2 separate regions of the Sus scrofa genome follow, and region 1 is linked to region 2. The links are chromatin contacts, called in public promoter capture Hi-C maps. All regions are on one chromosome and are shown on one strand. Each heading gives the region's core, a stretch centred on a gene start, on an enhancer-like site or on the middle of the called end of the contact. The rest is flanking DNA. Distances are from core to core; before and after follow the strand shown.

Region 1 (3,521 bases), core at 109-2,608, 44 kb before region 2:
CATGCCTCTGGGAGTGTGTGTGACAAAGGGTCTGGGGGAAACAGGTGCACCAGCGAAGAGTAAGGTCAGGACAGGCTGTACCAGCAGATATAGAGAATAAATGAAGCAGTTAAAAGAAAAAGGGATTTAAAACAAGACCTCCATCTAGGCAGTGAATAAGACCAAGAACAAACAACACTCTCACTGAGTTTGCATTGGGGGAGGGACAGTTAAAAATGTGCAAACACACAGTGTGTCCAGAATGTACTGCTTTAAGCCAAGCAGCAGATGCTTTTATTATAGTCTGTTTGCAGAAGGGGAAACTAAGAGATCTGACACTACCCTTTTCCCTACTCTCTGGCCAGGCTCCTTTGTTTACTGCCCGAAACGCCCCAGTGCCCAGACCTACCTTTGGAGCCTGTGGGGGAGGAAATTTTTCGGGGTCTGGCTCGAATATCATAGATGATAGGGTACTGGAACCAGGGGATCCTGGAGGAGAGGGAACAAGGATAGGGATTAGGAGACAGCAGTTTCCCTCGTTTTGCTCTGTTCTCCACCACCACCTGTTTCTTGGTCTGCTTCTCTTAAATGACCACGGTCACGGAGACATTCTCTTCTCCCTTTGGAGAACAACAGTATGTGCTGCTGGAGTTTTGGGCAGCACCCACTGTTCCGGGAGATGGGCGTGAGGAGGAGAAAGGGTGGCTGTTGAATGCTTTTGAAAATCTTACTATAGCTACTGGTGAGTCGGGATTCAAGGGTGAAGGGTCAGGGGCAGTCCGCTTTGCCCGCCATTACCTGAAGTGAAGGCCCTCGGCCAGAATGGTGTCCTGCTGCACGCCTCCGATCCGATTAAAGAAAATGGCTCTGTGCCCGCCTTCCACTGCGGGGAGAGGGGTGGGGGGGTCAGACCAGGCAGGGCTCAGAGTACGTGCGAGCTTCTGGCAGGGGCGGGGTGAGGGGCTGGGTGAGCGCGTGGACCCGGCGGGGCTGGGCAGGGGCCTAGGGAGGGTCGGCCGGTGTCCGGAAAGCGGGCGGAGGTTGCTCACCGGTGAACACCGACTCGCGGATGCCGTAGGCCACGGCGCCGGCCCCCAGCAGCAGCTTCAGCGCCGTGCCCATGCCCCGGGGCCCGGAGGGCAGCCGTCCCGCTAAGTCCTTCAAGTTCTGGGCCATGTCCGATCTTGAGGCCGGCGGCACCAGAGGTCAGAAGCGGGTGCCGGCCTGCCTTTACCGCGCTCCAGTTTACGGATCGCACCCTTCACACGAAGGTCCGAGCCCCAGGTGCTTGCTGGAGAAAGGGCACCGGAAGTGCGCTCCCTTCTAAACCCTACCCCCCCGCCCACCCACGGCAGACCCGAGCTTGGCGCACAGGAATTACGCATACGGAAGTTCCTGCCCCTTTCTGGAACCCTGCCCTCCCAGAGAGGCTTCGGGAGCGCCAGACAGAGAGCCGTCGCCATTTCCCAGCGCCCACTTTCAAAATGGCCGACGGAAGGAAGCATGCGATTGGGTGGAGCACGAGGTCCTAATTTGAGAAAATCAGCGCAATTTCCGATTTGGTTGCAAGATGGCTGCGCCCAGTGGTGGATTCCAACCTCGTGAGCGGCGCGCCGGGGAGCAGGAAGAAGACTGGGATGCTGTGGCGCCCAAGCGGCCCCGACTCGGGGCGGGAAGCAAGACCGGAGGCCGCAGACTCATTGTGGTGCTGGAAGGGGCCAGCCTGGAGACAGTCAAGGTAACTTGGGACAAGGAGGTGGAGAGCCAGTAGATCGATAGGCTGGGACCCGGTGGGATGAGGGTGATGGTTTCAAAGTGGATGTAGAAAGCAGAGGTGAAACACTTTTGGAGAAAGTGGTCTAGTTTTCTGTCTCTCGGTTTAATATCCTGAGTTGGCAGTAGTCGTTTTGTCTTTGAATCCTTTTGTAGCCATAACATCCTTGTTTCCAATTGATTAACCAGGATTCTGTGAAAGAAAGTCATCTAGGGTGGATGGGTGCGTTTCGTCCGTCACGTTGTCCCTTTTCATCACATGACAAGTTTATTGGGCACAGGAGAAAAGTAGTTACTGTGGATCATTCAGCCCACTTCTTTACTTAGTGTTTTAATTCATCTCTCTCCCTTCTCTGTATTACTGTACATTTCGAAACAGTGCCTGGATCAGATCATCATAATACTTTTACATCTTTTTATTTTTTTATTAAAAAAATTTTTTAATGGCTGCACCCATGGCATATGGAAGTTTCCTGGGCCAGGACTGAACCAGCGCTGCAGCCACTGGTAGTGGGATTCTTAACCCATTTAGCCACAGCGGCAACTCCAATATTTTTACATCTTTATTTTTAATTATTATGATTGCTTTTTACCAAATAAATCCTGCAATTCCCTTCTTAAAGTTTTGTGCAGTGTTCTCATCCCTTCTGACATTGTTTCTCCTACGTTTTAGAGCTAAGCTTGTTCAATGAGTAGGGCCAGAATGGATAGTACTAGTTTAGAAGTTAGACCTGGATTTTAACCTTGGTTTTTATACTTATGTTAAGGCTGTAGTCTTGAGAAAAAAATGTCTTCACTTTCTAAAGCAGGGGTTATTAATACTTTGAGCGGGAGTGCAGAGAAAATGCTTTTTTTTTTTTTGGTCTTTTTATAGGGCCGCTCCTGTGGCATATGGAGGTTCCCAGGCTAGGGGTCCAATTGGAGCTGTAGCCACCAGCCTACACCACAGCCACTGCAACATGGGATCTGTAACCCCATGAGCAAGGCCAGGGATCAAACCTGTAACCTCATGGTTCCTAGTTGGGTTTGTTAACCATTGAGCCACAACGGGAACTCCAGTGAAAGTGCTTTTTAAGTAGTACATTTCCATAGTAATCTAGGTTTGATTCTTTTCCATCTTTCCTTCCTCAACCACTATGGCACTTTATTAAACTTGCAGTTTAGAAAACCTATTTTTTTTTTTTTTCACCAATTGTGGTGTATGGACGTTTTGAGGCTAGGCAGGGCTCGAATCAGAGCTGCATCTGAAGCCTATTCCACAGCCAGGGCGACACTGGATCCTTAACCCACTGAGCAAGGCCAGGGATCAAACCTGCATCCTCATAGAGACTAAGACAGGTCCTTAACCTGCTGAGCACACAATGAGACCTCCTAGAAAACCTTTTTAGAATGTATTTTTCCTTTTAAGGGTCCCATCTGTGGCATATGGAAGTTCCCAGGCTAGAAGTCAAATCAGAGCTGCAGCTGTTGGCCTACACCAAACAACACCAGATCTGAGCTCCATCTGTGACCTGTGCCACAGCTTGCTGCAACTCAGATCCTCAACGCTCTGAGCCCCACTGAGCGAGGCCAGGGATCAAACTGACATTCCCATGGACACTAGTCAGTTTCTTAACCCACTGAGCCACAGTAGGAACTCCTAGAAAATCTTTTTGAATTTTACTTTATTTATGGCATCTGGAGGTTCCCAAGCTAGGGGCTGAATCGGAGCTGTAGCCACTGGCCCATGCCACAGCCACAGCAATGTGGGATCTGAGCCCTGTCTGCGA
Region 2 (3,548 bases), core at 821-3,320:
GAATCTAACTAGTATCCATGAGGATGTGGGTTTGATCCCTGGCCTCGCTCAGTAGGTCGGGGATCCGGAGCTGCTGTGGCTGCGGTGTAGGCCAGCTGCCGTAGCTCCGATTGGACCCCTAACCTGGGAACCTCCATATGCCGAGGGTTCAGCGCTAAAAGGCAATAAAATAAAATACAATTTTACAATTCTATAAGGGAGAGAAAATGTGACCCTCATTTGGAAGAAAGGAAGATTGTCTAGGTTTGATGTGTAATAGGTGAAGGACGTGATATTACCCAAGGTTGTTTAAATATGAATTAATGCTTCTCCCATTATCTAGATCTAGTTAACACCCTTAGATGATATTAAATGTCAGCATCTCTACTGACTACTGGATAAATTCCAAATTTCTTTCTGGCATTTAAGGCTTTCCACATCTGCCCAACTTTATCTCAAATTTCTTGTAGTGCAGACCTGCTCTTGCCCCTCTGTTTTGTTTGCTAAATTCCTCCCACCCCTGCTCTCCTAAAGTCCCATAACCTTCATAAAATCTTCCAACTACTCAAATATTGACAAATCAGCTCCTAACTTTTGAATTCCTACAAGACTTTACAGCAATCCTATCAGATAGGCATTATTGTCCTCATTTCATAAATAAGAACACTGAGACTCAGACAGGTTATGTGGTTGGCCCGGGGTCCCACAGTTTGTAAGCAGCAGCAAGGCTGGATCTGATTCGTTTGCCTTCTAAGTCTACACACTTTTTTCCCCCCTCATTGTCATGCTGCTTCCTTGTATTAAAAAAACCATGGAGGAAGAATGCAATAAAAAAGCCTATAAACCAGGTATAACACAGTCTGTTGTGACATAAATTCAGATATACCACATCCTTTGAACCACGTGGATAACAACCGCTTGGGGTAGCATGGATAGTTTTTAAGGGGTTGCCAGTCCTGTTTCCCAAGCCCAGTACTAAAATGATATTCCAGGGTAAATGACAGGTGGGTGGTTAAGGAAAAGAAAAAGCAATATGGTATAAGAAGAAAACACGAGAAACTGGACAAAAAGAGGAAAGTGTAATACAAGCTGGCAATGCACAAAATAGAGATTCAGAATGTGCAAGTATGGAGCGTGGGGCTGAGGGGGCCCTTAGGACTAAAATAGCTAAGTTAGGGGGCCTATACCTGCCAATAAGAAGCGCGCGTGTGAGAGGGTTGATATTAATACCAGCAGTACACATGGACAGAGAGTAGAACTCAAGAGAGACAAATAAGGACAGGTCGTGGGGACACCGGATAGAGCATGGCAGGATGAGAGGGTGGTGGCGCCAAATGAGGGGCCAGAAGGGTACAGTAGGGGTCGAAGGGAAAGGTGAAGAGGTTCAGAGGGCACAGCGCCCCCAGACTCGAGACTAGACTTGTATCCCTCTCCAGAGCTGGTTGGTGTGTTCTAGGATTCACATTCGCACCCCACACAGCCCTCCCGGTGGGGCCGGGAAGAGGGGGAGGTCACGCCCCGGTTCCCCGGGGACTCCGCGAGGGGTCCTTACCTAGGAAGATGGAGAGGATGAGCCGCAGCGCCTGTTCTGACGCGCCCAGGGACGTCGCCAACTTGTTAAGGCTCAGCTCCTGGAGAACCCACCGCAGCACTCCTGCCAGCTCCACCACCGCTCCCACGTCCCCCTCGGCTGCGGACGCCATCTTAGCTCCGGGCGCCCCCCAGGGACCCCTCGGCTCCGCGCGCCCCGAATGTGGGCACAACGCTGGAGCTTCACCCCCAATTCCGGCCCGGAGCCCGCCCACGGCGTGCGCATTGGCTGTGGGCCCGCCCAGCGGCTTCAGACTCAGCCGATCATTGGCCGGCCCGGGAAGGGGGCGGGGCCTCACGCAGCAAGGTAGGCAGGGGGCGGGGCTGAGCGGTTGTAAGGCAAAGGTGACTCTGGCCAGAATGAACGCGGGGCAGGCCGGGGGCGGGGCTTGGTACAGGGAACCAGACCTGCGATTGGAAAAGTCTGAAGCAGCGCCTGTACAACTCAGTTCCAGCAGCTCAGGGGAGGAGTCGGGGCGTGCTGGTGTCCGGCCGGCTCGTGCACTGCCTCCCTATTGGCTGAGACGGAGCAGGCGAGAGTCGGGGCGGGGGGGTGCCGTCACCCGACCGCGAGGTTACTCTCGGTCGCCGGCGCGCCGGGGTTACTGGGGCATGTAGCGGGAGGGCGGGAATTTCTGCGGCGGCCTCGCAAGCGCCTCCTAACGGCGCCGCCGGCCGTTCTTAAACCGTTAGATACGCCGCCGCCTTCCCTCCCAGGCTTTGCCTGCTCCTATTTCCTGCTACGTCCTGTATTAAAATGTTACCTCGAGGGATGAAATTGATATGCCGATTTAATCATTATTTTAATTAAAAATTGAACTAGTTTGTCACTATTACAGGTACAAGGTAAAAGAGCAAAGAGGGTAGAAACTGAGGACAAAATAAAAGCCCTTTTTTCCCACCTTGCTTCTCATTCTTACTTTGTACAGGTAACCACTATTTCAGATAAGAAAAGCAAAATGTGGAGTTCCCATTGTGGCACAGCGGAAACGAATTTTACTAGTATCCGTGAGGATGCCGGTTTGATCCCTGGCCTTGCTAAGTGGGTTAAGAATCCGGTGTTGGGATGAGCTATGGTGTAGGTCACAGACTCAGCTGGAATATGACGTTGCTGTGGCTGTGGTGTAGGCCAGCAGCTGTAGTTCTGATTCAGCTCCTAGCCTGGGAACTTCCATATGTCAGGAGTGCAGCCCTAAAAAGCAAAACAAACCAACAAACACCTTAGAATAACAAAATGTGCCAAGACCAGTGCTGGACCCAATGCCATGGAGTGTGGATTGATGGTAATATAAAGCGATCCTGGACTTATAATTGCAAACTAGGGGAAGTGTCCCTGAAGGAAAGGGACAAGTTCCTATGAGAGTATGTAACAAAGGAACACCAAGAGTTTCCAGTAATAGCTGGAATTTGTGGAGCATCGGTGCACAATTAACCGCTTACACTGCTATAGCACTTCACACTTTGTGCAGCACTGATATCCACAGTAGTTCACTTAATTGATTATGAAACAGGATATTTATTATTATGATATCCTCTTACAGATGCAGAGGCTTGGAGAAATTAAGGAAAGTGGCAGGGACAACTGAAACCCAAGTCTGTTAAACTTCACTTCCCTCCCCCTTTGTGGGAAGAAAATATAAAAAATAAGAAATATTCAGAAAAGTCAAGAATAATATAACTTGGAGTTCCCATGGTGGCTCAGCAGTTAACAAGCCCGACAAGGATTCATGAAGAAGTGGGTTCGCTCCCTGGCCTCGCTCAGTGGATTAAGGATTAAGCATGGCTGTGGCTGTGGTGTAGCCCGGCAGCTGCAGATCCGATTCAGCCCCTAGTCTGGGAACCTCCGTATGCCACCAGTACGGCCCTAAAAAAAAAAAAAAAAAAAAAAAGTAGTAATATCACTTCCCACAGGTTAAGAAACAAACATCACATGTACAGCTGAAGAGCCTGATGTATCTCTTCCTGTGGCATTTCCCTCC

What was found. Promoter capture Hi-C pulls out the DNA fragments that hold promoters and counts their contacts.
Region 1: a promoter capture Hi-C map of liver shows a contact between it and region 2, with 3 times the contacts expected there. The contact joins the promoter of PHB2 here to the promoter of LPCAT3 in region 2. A contact is called at or near these places in 5 of 5 promoter capture datasets (fetal liver, fetal skeletal muscle, liver and 1 more), 12 of 47 Hi-C or Micro-C datasets (alveolar macrophages, blood, brain and 5 more) and 2 of 2 datasets of contacts at active chromatin or transcription factors (alveolar macrophages and skeletal muscle).

What each region holds. Positions count from the first base shown.
Region 1 is chr5:63,749,403-63,752,923 of Sscrofa11.1, reverse strand. PHB2 (prohibitin 2) reads right to left here and starts at 1,358. Exons shown (of 10, transcript NM_001243556.1): 1 at 1,029-1,358; 2 at 778-862; 3 at 389-468. The coding sequence starts at 1,155. It overlaps EMG1 (EMG1, N1-specific pseudouridine methyltransferase), which reads left to right and starts at 1,455. Exons shown (of 6, transcript NM_001243478.1): 1 at 1,455-1,717. The coding sequence starts at 1,550.
Region 2 is chr5:63,706,196-63,709,743 of Sscrofa11.1, reverse strand. LPCAT3 (lysophospholipid acyltransferase 5) reads right to left here and starts at 2,070. Exons shown (of 13, transcript XM_003355593.5): 1 at 1,532-2,070. The coding sequence starts at 1,682.